Linked DNA regions of Mus musculus: regions 1 and 2 are each linked to region 3. A link is a contact called in public HiCAR-type and promoter capture Hi-C data. All regions are on one chromosome and are shown on one strand. Each heading gives the region's core, a stretch centred on a gene start, on an enhancer-like site or on the middle of the called end of the contact. The rest is flanking DNA. Distances are from core to core; before and after follow the strand shown. Region 1 holds the start of Hmgn3 (high mobility group nucleosomal binding domain 3). Region 2 overlaps Phip (pleckstrin homology domain interacting protein). Region 3 holds the start of Ttk (Ttk protein kinase).

The links. Promoter capture Hi-C pulls out the DNA fragments that hold promoters and counts their contacts. HiCAR-type assays count read pairs that join an accessible place to other places.
Region 1: a contact with region 3 is called in a HiCAR-type map of astrocytes, with 2.2 times the contacts expected there. The contact joins the promoter of Hmgn3 here to the promoter of Ttk in region 3. A contact is called at or near these places in 1 of 39 promoter capture datasets (the C10 cell line) and 1 of 115 datasets of contacts at active chromatin or transcription factors (astrocytes).
Region 2: a promoter capture Hi-C map of liver shows a contact between it and region 3, with 2.1 times the contacts expected there. The contact joins the enhancer-like site here to the promoter of Ttk in region 3. A contact is called at or near these places in 5 of 39 promoter capture datasets (the C10 cell line, the HPC-7 cell line, embryonic stem cells and 2 more), 1 of 115 datasets of contacts at active chromatin or transcription factors (large pre-B cells) and 1 of 9 other capture datasets (embryonic stem cells).

Annotation. Positions count from the first base shown.
Region 1 is chr9:83,145,199-83,147,898 of GRCm38.p6, forward strand. Hmgn3 (high mobility group nucleosomal binding domain 3) reads right to left here and starts at 1,409. Exons shown (of 6, transcript NM_026122.4): 1 at 1,233-1,409. The coding sequence starts at 1,247.
Region 2 is chr9:82,866,609-82,869,308 of GRCm38.p6, forward strand. It overlaps Phip (pleckstrin homology domain interacting protein), which reads right to left. Exons shown (of 40, transcript NM_001081216.1): 40 at 1-2,700. Among named protein-coding and RNA genes, the nearest start is that of Gm38553, 15 kb to the left of the region's middle. Within about 2 kb of position 1,268, at least 6 of the 459 cell types and tissues checked have an H3K27ac peak or open chromatin away from gene starts, as enhancers often do. A contact at or near this core is called in liver, where this site is marked.
Region 3 is chr9:83,833,239-83,835,938 of GRCm38.p6, forward strand. It overlaps Ttk (Ttk protein kinase), which reads left to right and starts at 1,451. Exons shown (of 22, transcript NM_009445.2): 1 at 1,451-1,521; 2 at 2,533-2,686. The coding sequence starts at 2,551.

The DNA.
Region 1 (2,700 bases), core at 159-2,658, 690 kb before region 3:
TGGCTCAAAGAGTAAATACACTTGCTGTAGATCCCCACAACCCACACGATAGGAGAGAGCCTACTACTGCAATCTGGGTGTCAGTGCCTCCTGTGAATACAATCAATCAATCAATCAATGTAATAAAATACATTTTAAAGGAGTGGAGTTGTTTATAATAAAATTCTTAGTGACGATGCATAAGGAAGCAAAAGCTTCTAAAAATTTTAAAGCTTTGATAGTTTTAAATAAAGCAACCACACACACACACAGTGCACAGTCTTCGGGAGAAAACGGTATTAACCAAGTTTCAACTTTAATGGCCAAGATGGTTGACTTGGGTCCTTTGGGCAGGTGGCAGGAAGGTTTTTTTCTTAGGACGCAATCCTCACACATCGCTTTTCTCTGGGAGGGGTAGAAAAATATCTGCCCTTCCTTCACCAGTCCAATGACAAGTCGAAGCCCCACCCTGAGGGAGCTGTGTGGCCCCACGTGTGGCTCATGACGTCCCTGCGCGGAGGGGACACAACCCACCAGGGGCAAAGGAGAGACTAAAAAGACCTCGGTTCCCTGCCTGGCCAAGCGTGGGGTCGTGGGTGGGACAGTGGCAGGGGCTTGGTGGCCCCTGACCTTGGCAGGGTCAGTGAGCTTGGCACCAGTCCCCTTCTTTGCAGCCTACCCGGCGCTGCGCACTGCCCCGCCCGCCCTCGCGGCTGGTGATTGACACCGGAGTGGGTACATACGGGTCCGCGGCGCAGCAGGGCTGGCGTAGGGAAACATGGCTTTCCCTCTCCCGGCCTTCCGCCCGCATCGCGCTCGCCCAGGGCACGGCCCAGGGGACACTCCGGACCCCGCCTAGCTCCTCTGAGTGCTTCCACGTTTTTCGATTTCCCTGGCCCGGGAGACTCCTCTCATTGCTTTCCCTCCACCCTGAGAACAACCTGAGTTTGCCAAGAGGAAACTCCTGCGAGGGGGATGGATACCCGCCCTGGCTGCTGGCAAGAGATGGAAACCATTCCAAGCAGGAGTTGATGGAGAGGGGAGGACGTCCCTGGAGGGAAAGTAACACTCAGAGCTCCGTGCGGGGCGAGCGAGGTCAGCAACAGGCATTTGCAGAAGGAGCGGGCAGCGGCCGTGCCCAGCGCCTGAGTTATTAGGCGCATCGCCGCGTTCATCGCAGCGCAGGGGGCTTACTCCAAACACACTCGAGGGCCTGCGAGCAGGGTTTTTTTTTCCCCCTTTACAGGACTTACCTTTCTCTTCGGCATAATGACTACGTTGGTGCAGCAAAAAAAGTAAAGCAATGTTCTGGGCCGCCTGGCACACTGCTGGATGCTGCCTGGCCGCTGCTGCTACTCCCGCAATGGGCTCGGCTAGCCCGGCCTCTCCGACCTGCACCTCCGCTTCCTCCCCCGGCGCTCCACTCGCTCGCATCCCGGTCCCCCAATGGCGAGCCCTGCCAGCCAGCCGCGAGGCCCCATTGGCTAAGAGAACGTTCTAAATTCCACGAGGGCACGCCCACCCCCGTTCACCCGGTACGCGCAGTTGTAGTTTCCACTTCACTGGGAAAAAAAAAAAAAATCTGCCTGGCGACTGAGCATGCCCAGTTCAACTAGTATCCTTCAGGCTGCACTAACTTGGAGTTTCATTGTTTGACGTGCCTTCTTTGGATTAAACCATTGTGCATCTTCATAGGAAAAAAAAGTTTAGTATTAAGTAATGCTGGGTTAACTTTATAAAGTAAATAGGGCCACGGGGTGCCTTGTACAATTGTTACTTATAAAAGCTTGTAACGGGTGTTCATGGTGCGGGTCTATACAGGGTAGGAAGGTCTGTTCTGGAAGAGTTTCCACAGTTTCTAAGGTTCTCAGTTCCATCTCTAGCAAATACCATCCCCCATCCCCATAGTTCCTTGGTCTAATTGTTTTGTTTTTTGTTTTTCTTTAAGTCTGTGTTACAAGTCATATATGAATTCAGCCAATTATTCAGCTATGTGTGAATAATTGTTATAATTGATATAAATGTTTGTTGTGGAAACTAAGGGGAAATCGAGAAATGTAGGAACAAATAAATCACTTATATATTAAATATGTACATTTAAACGACACCTGCCAGGTTACCATTTTGTGTATAGTGTAATGTTTCTCGACATTCCGCAAAGAATTGCAAAATACATTATCTGAATTTATTTAAGACCGGTTTTATCCTGACTAAAGACCTCAGACCCGGGAGGCTGGGGGGGGGGGGATTTTTTGGTCAACATCCTTCATAAACATAGGCACAAAGACACAGACAAAATTTTATCAAATCAAATTCAACAACATTTTTAAAAAGCTAATACATAACCAGGGGAGTTGAACCTGGGAACACAGGATTCGTTCTGTGAATCAAATCATCCTGAAAATCAATCAGTGTGATCATAGCACTGATTCTATTATAATTATATAATATGATATATAATTATATTATGTTTATTATAGCACAAAGCTATAATCGGGACTGTGACCATCTCAAGGGCTGCAGGGGGAATGCTAGGGAATGGGTGAGCAAGTCATGATAAGTCTACAGTAGAATATTACTCTGTGATCAAAGAAATAAGTTTTCCCTGATGAGATAAATAACAAAAGAAAAATGCTAAATGGAAGTCAATACAAGACACTATACTGGGTGGTTTTGTTTATATGAAATTCCAGGAAAAACAAAGCAAACTAAGCAAGATTA
Region 2 (2,700 bases), core at 18-2,517, 970 kb before region 3:
GCTACCGTGGAGCAAGGCTGCCACTTATGACACGGTGCTCCAGGTCTAGAAGAAATAAAACAACATCCGTAAAGCTAAATAATTTTAAAAACTCTGTCACTTATTACATACAACAGATCTGCTTGTGTTTAACATTGCTTTCTGTACAAAATAAACATAATTTTAATTTGAAATGTGTCAGTTACAACATTAACCCTTTAGGTCAGTTGCTTTTTAAAATTGAGCTATATTTAGACCTCTAAATATCCCATGGTGGGATTAAGTAGTTTTCTTAATAACTTTTTAAGACCTGTCTCTTCTTGCTGTTTCAATATGGTCTAAAAATGTAACATTGTATCTTACTTTTAAATTTATTGTTGTGATAAACCAACACACACATCCTTGAAAGTAATCAGCATGTGTATCTGCATGTAAGTGCATGTACTATAATACAATCCTGAACCTATCTTCTTAGTTCTTTAAATGTAGAAACTCATCCATATACTACTATGTATTTGGTTTGTGCCATATAAGGTTAATTTCCTGATTTTTTTTATCTGCATTAAAAAAGTATTTCAAAACAGAGCTATTGAAACTAAAAAATATATTTATAGCTCAGATAATCTACTCACTGTACTTGTGTGGGTTGATCTCCAGAGCGCTCAAAGTGGTACTTACAGTCTTCTGACTCAATTAGACCTCCTCCTGGAGTACTGTACATAGTTGAGAATGTCTTTTCATTTGGATCATTTTGATAATTATAATTAAAAACAAAATAGTTTCTTAGTAGATGCATTAATTTTAGTTGAAGTCATCTAAAAATCATTTTTTTGGATGGAAACAAAAGGTGTACTTTTCCCAATTTTTAACCTAAGACAACTTACTGCCTAATTAAGCTACTACTGTTAGCAGTATCTTCTGGATAATATGGGGCTAATGCATTCTAAATAAAAGCAATCTCCACCCTATTCACTTTTAAAATACTGTACACCTCCTGCATATAGGATGAACATTGGTAATAGCCCTTTAGTAACTCAAGTATCTTGGTCCTTTCAACCTACTCAAAAATAAACTTCACGCAAACAAAATATTAAAATCAGTTTGTTTTCTTAGATAGAAAGCTTGAAACCACATACTTTTAACTTACATTGGAGAGAAGCTTATAGATAGCTATGATGATACAAAATGGAATGTCAAAATAAAACACTGTCAACTGAAACTAACTGTGTGAACGCTGCTAACATCATGCAGGGCTGAACTTTATCTCAATAACCCTTGAAGGTTCCAGTTAGTCTACTACACTACAGCCAAGAGGCAGTTCTGTTAATGATTATGTATGAGAATGTTTGCTGTTCACTGTCCTACGTAAGTCATTTTCAAGTGAAACTGCTTCCAGTCAATCAATCATGTATCTCCGATGTGGCCTAACTATCTGACAAATGTTCCATAGCTATCTAATTAGAGTATGACAATTCTTTAGTAACCCACCAACCTTTAGTTGTAGTGAAACACTGCAAAACAACAATGGAAATAAGGCCCTTAATTATCTGTTTATGCAGAAGACAAAGACCTCTCTAGAGAGACTGTGAGGGGTGAGACCTTTGGATGCTACATCTCTACTTCCAAAGGCTGGGAGACTGCAATTAGACTGAGTCTTTAAACTACTCCTGTGACAACACTGAAACTTCTACTAAACTTGGGCTTCGTGAAGTCAGGATAGTATAACAATATGGTTGAATATTAGAAATATAAACTGAGGCTTTTTGGTATTGCTGCTTTTATAGCCCTAGTCTTGAACTTGGTTTGCCATTAAAGGTTAACTTTGAACTCTTGGATGTTCCTGTCTCCATGTCCCAAATGCTGGGATTATAGGCATGGACCACTCAACTCAGCCTGAAAACTGGTATCTATGTTCCATGTACATAATAAATTTCCTTTCTGATAAACGAGATGTTTCTTACTGCATACCTAAGTGAGCGCTAACAACTCCTTCTGACGTACAAACAGTACATACAGGATGTTACTGTTGCAAAGAGGAGACTTTTCCAAGCAGTAAAACAAACCAAAACATGATGATTTAAAGTTCATAATTTATCTTCTGCAATGTACAGAAGCTAAATTATAAAAATATAACATCTGTAACTGGTATTAATATATCTTAAGTTTTCAGTTACAAATAATGCAATCCAAGTCATTTTACTTTACTAAGAAACCATTGTCTAAAAATGTCCAAATACGGTCATGAATACACAGTGTCTTTAACACAGAAATGTTCTATTTCCTTGTTATAAGAGAGATGGAGATCACTGCTCAGAGGTTGGAACTCTCTGTGCCCCATTCTAGAGGTCCTCCACACTAAGACTGTGCGCACTTCCTTATATTGAACACACCTTATAACTACATTTATTTATAAAAATGGATTTTAGTCTAATTTTCTACTACAATGCAGATAACATCAGGAAATTACATTTCTCAAATAGATTCCCTTCAAAAGTAACTAATTACTTTAATGACTTAAATTTCCAATGTACACACTATCATTTTCAGTAATGGTGAAATCGACTCATTTTTCTATAACATCATCCGTTTCTGCATTATGAAGAGTAACTACTTAATTTTAATTATATAGTTCAATATATTTGTTAGAAAAAAATAAATGTACAAAAAACCTAAAAATTTTGAAATTATTTTTTAACTGTAAAATCACAGCAATCCAGTCAA
Region 3 (2,700 bases), core at 201-2,700:
CATACATCTATTTTGCTTTTTCTCACACACTCTGAATTTCTCTTTAACATGTTTATAGAATTCTCTCTTAAGTTTTTGGAGTGCATAAAATACAGCACACATTACTATTTTAATGTCCTAATTAGCCAAATATGTCATCTGTGTCATTTCTGGTCTGTTTTAATTGATCCCTTATTCCCCCTCCCCCTTAATAGTTACATTTTCTTGTTTTCAAAGTCTGGTGATTTTTTTTTCAATTACATAAGAGTGTAACGACAACCCTGTTGAGTTTTCTTGTATTTCTATAAATATTACTGAGCTGTGTTCTAGTCTACAGTTAAATTTCATGAAGATAGTCTGATCTTTTTAAGGTTTGCTTTTCAGCTTTTATGCTTGACCAAAAATACTTTAAAGACTAACTTTGCATTAAACCTTCTGTGTCTATAGGTTCTACATTCATGGATTTACTCAACTGTAGATGAGAAAAAAATATGTTTTTCCTGTGTCTCTATTGAACAACTTGTCAATATTTCTTAAGTAACACTATATAACATCTATTTGTATCACTTCTGTATTCAACTGGGTATTACAAATGATGCATAGACGATAAATTTTAAAGTATTCAGGACGCTGGGAGATTTAAATCACATGCCTTTAACCCCAGCCTGTTCTGCAAAGGGAGTCAGTTCTGTGGCAGCAGTGAATACACACACAGTGAGATTCTGCCTCGAAAACAAAAACAAACTAGCTCCCCTCCCCCACCAAAAGAAAATAAATGTATACAGGAATAGAGCATAGGTTGTGTGTACAATGCCTCTTTATTTAAAGACTTGGAATATCCACAGATTTGGGTATCAGCAATTTGTGACAGAGGGCATCACTTACTGAATGAAGATGAGAGATCTGGCTACTGCTGTAGCTTCTTACACAAAGCAAAACTATCAAGAGTAAACCAGAGCAAAAACACAGCATCTGCGCCATTTCTCGCCCATGAAACCGTTCCCCTGGACCACACAGTCTGCTAGGGGAGCTGGGTACCATTGAGAAAGCCTAGAGAAGCGTTTCTCCTAAGAGCAGCTGAGCTCATAACTGAGACAGCATCACGGGGATGGGGGCGGGGGGGGGGAATGGTTCGGAGAAAGGAGCTCAGCCAGGATGTCCCGACAGGGAGGGGACCAGAATTCTAACAAAGAGAAGGGCGGGTCTTGGGTTGAAGGCGAGGCCAGGGCTCCCTGGAGGGTAGTGCAAGGTCCAGCGGGAGAGCACCAAAGAAAAAGACCCTGACCCCTGACCGTACAGGCGCAGGTCAGCACGGCGAGCGCGTCGGCAGCTGCGGGTAACTCCCCGGGCCGCTTGAAGTGGGTGGGTCCGGCCTCAACGCAGGAGGGGCGGTGCGACGCAAGGAGCCAATCACGGCCCACGCTTCCACGTGGCGAGCCGTAACCAATGAGAGGTAGCGGGGAAGGCAGCGGGGAAATTTCAAACGTGTTTCCGGAGAGGGGTTGGGGTGCTGCTGTTTGGGCTGCAGCTTGGCTTTCAGAGGTGGGTGCATCAGAGCGGGCATGGCAGAGAGGCTGCGGCCGGCGGGAGGCTGCTGGGTGACGAGGGTGGCGGCGAGCGAGCTGGCGCTTGAGCCCCCGGCCAGGCGGGCGGGTACGGCCTGTAGGTCCTGGGCTGCTGGTGGGGGAGCAGGGCCCAGAAGCGGGTGCGCCGTGCGGGTCAGGACTGATTGTGTAACTCTCAAGACCTGCCCCCGTGGGTGGCTGTGAGCTGGGAGGAGGTGGGGAACCCCTTGCTCCCCTCCTTTGGGCCCATTTTTATTGTTAACACTCCGCGGTGGCTCTGAGCTTTAGTTACTGCGTTGTGGAGAATGGCAGACAGAGTGACAGAAAGCCTGCAGACTGTGGGCTATTAACCAACACATTCATGCAGATAACCGGAGCGCCTGGGCTCCAGTACTGTGACAAGTACCTCGATGCTTGCATTAGAAGGATAAAAGCACAAATCAGGGCTTTGTCTGGGACAAACTTCTGAAAGTCGCTTATCTGTAGAAGGATGCAGAATGCGCGCAATGTCAATATTTACTCTGGCAGGGTAGGCGACCAAAGGGACAACTTATTGTCATTACCAAACGGATTCCTTACGTTCCGTAGGTGAAAGAAAGACATTCAGTGAAATGAAGTTTTCAAAGGCGTCAGCTGGACGTGGTGGTGTATCTATGTACAGCTAGTGCTTGGGAGATGTAAGGAGATAAGCTGCAGAATCAGAGAGAGCAAGGCCATCCTAGGCTACTTAACACCCTTACTCAAAACACAAAAGCGTCATGAGAGCATTATCTTCCAGGTTCACACAGTGTAACCTCAATGCTGTTTCATACTGGGAAGAATAGATGTTTTTGGTTCGTTGAAACTTTGTTCTGGTAAATTACAAGCTATGTCCTTGTGGGTTTTGTTGCTCTGGTTTGATTTAGTTGCCACTAACACTTACCTCATAACAGTTACATTTAGATAGATATGTTTACAAAACTAATGTTCTATCTTATTTATTCCAAAGACGAGTTACAATTTAGAAATGGAGGCTGAAGAGTTAATTGGCAGCAGTGTGACGATTGATTCCATCATGAGCAAAATGAGAGATATTAAAAATAAGATAAATGAAGACTGTACTGATGAGCTAAGCTTGTCTAAAATCTGTGCCGATCACACGGGTGAGTTTTTTCTT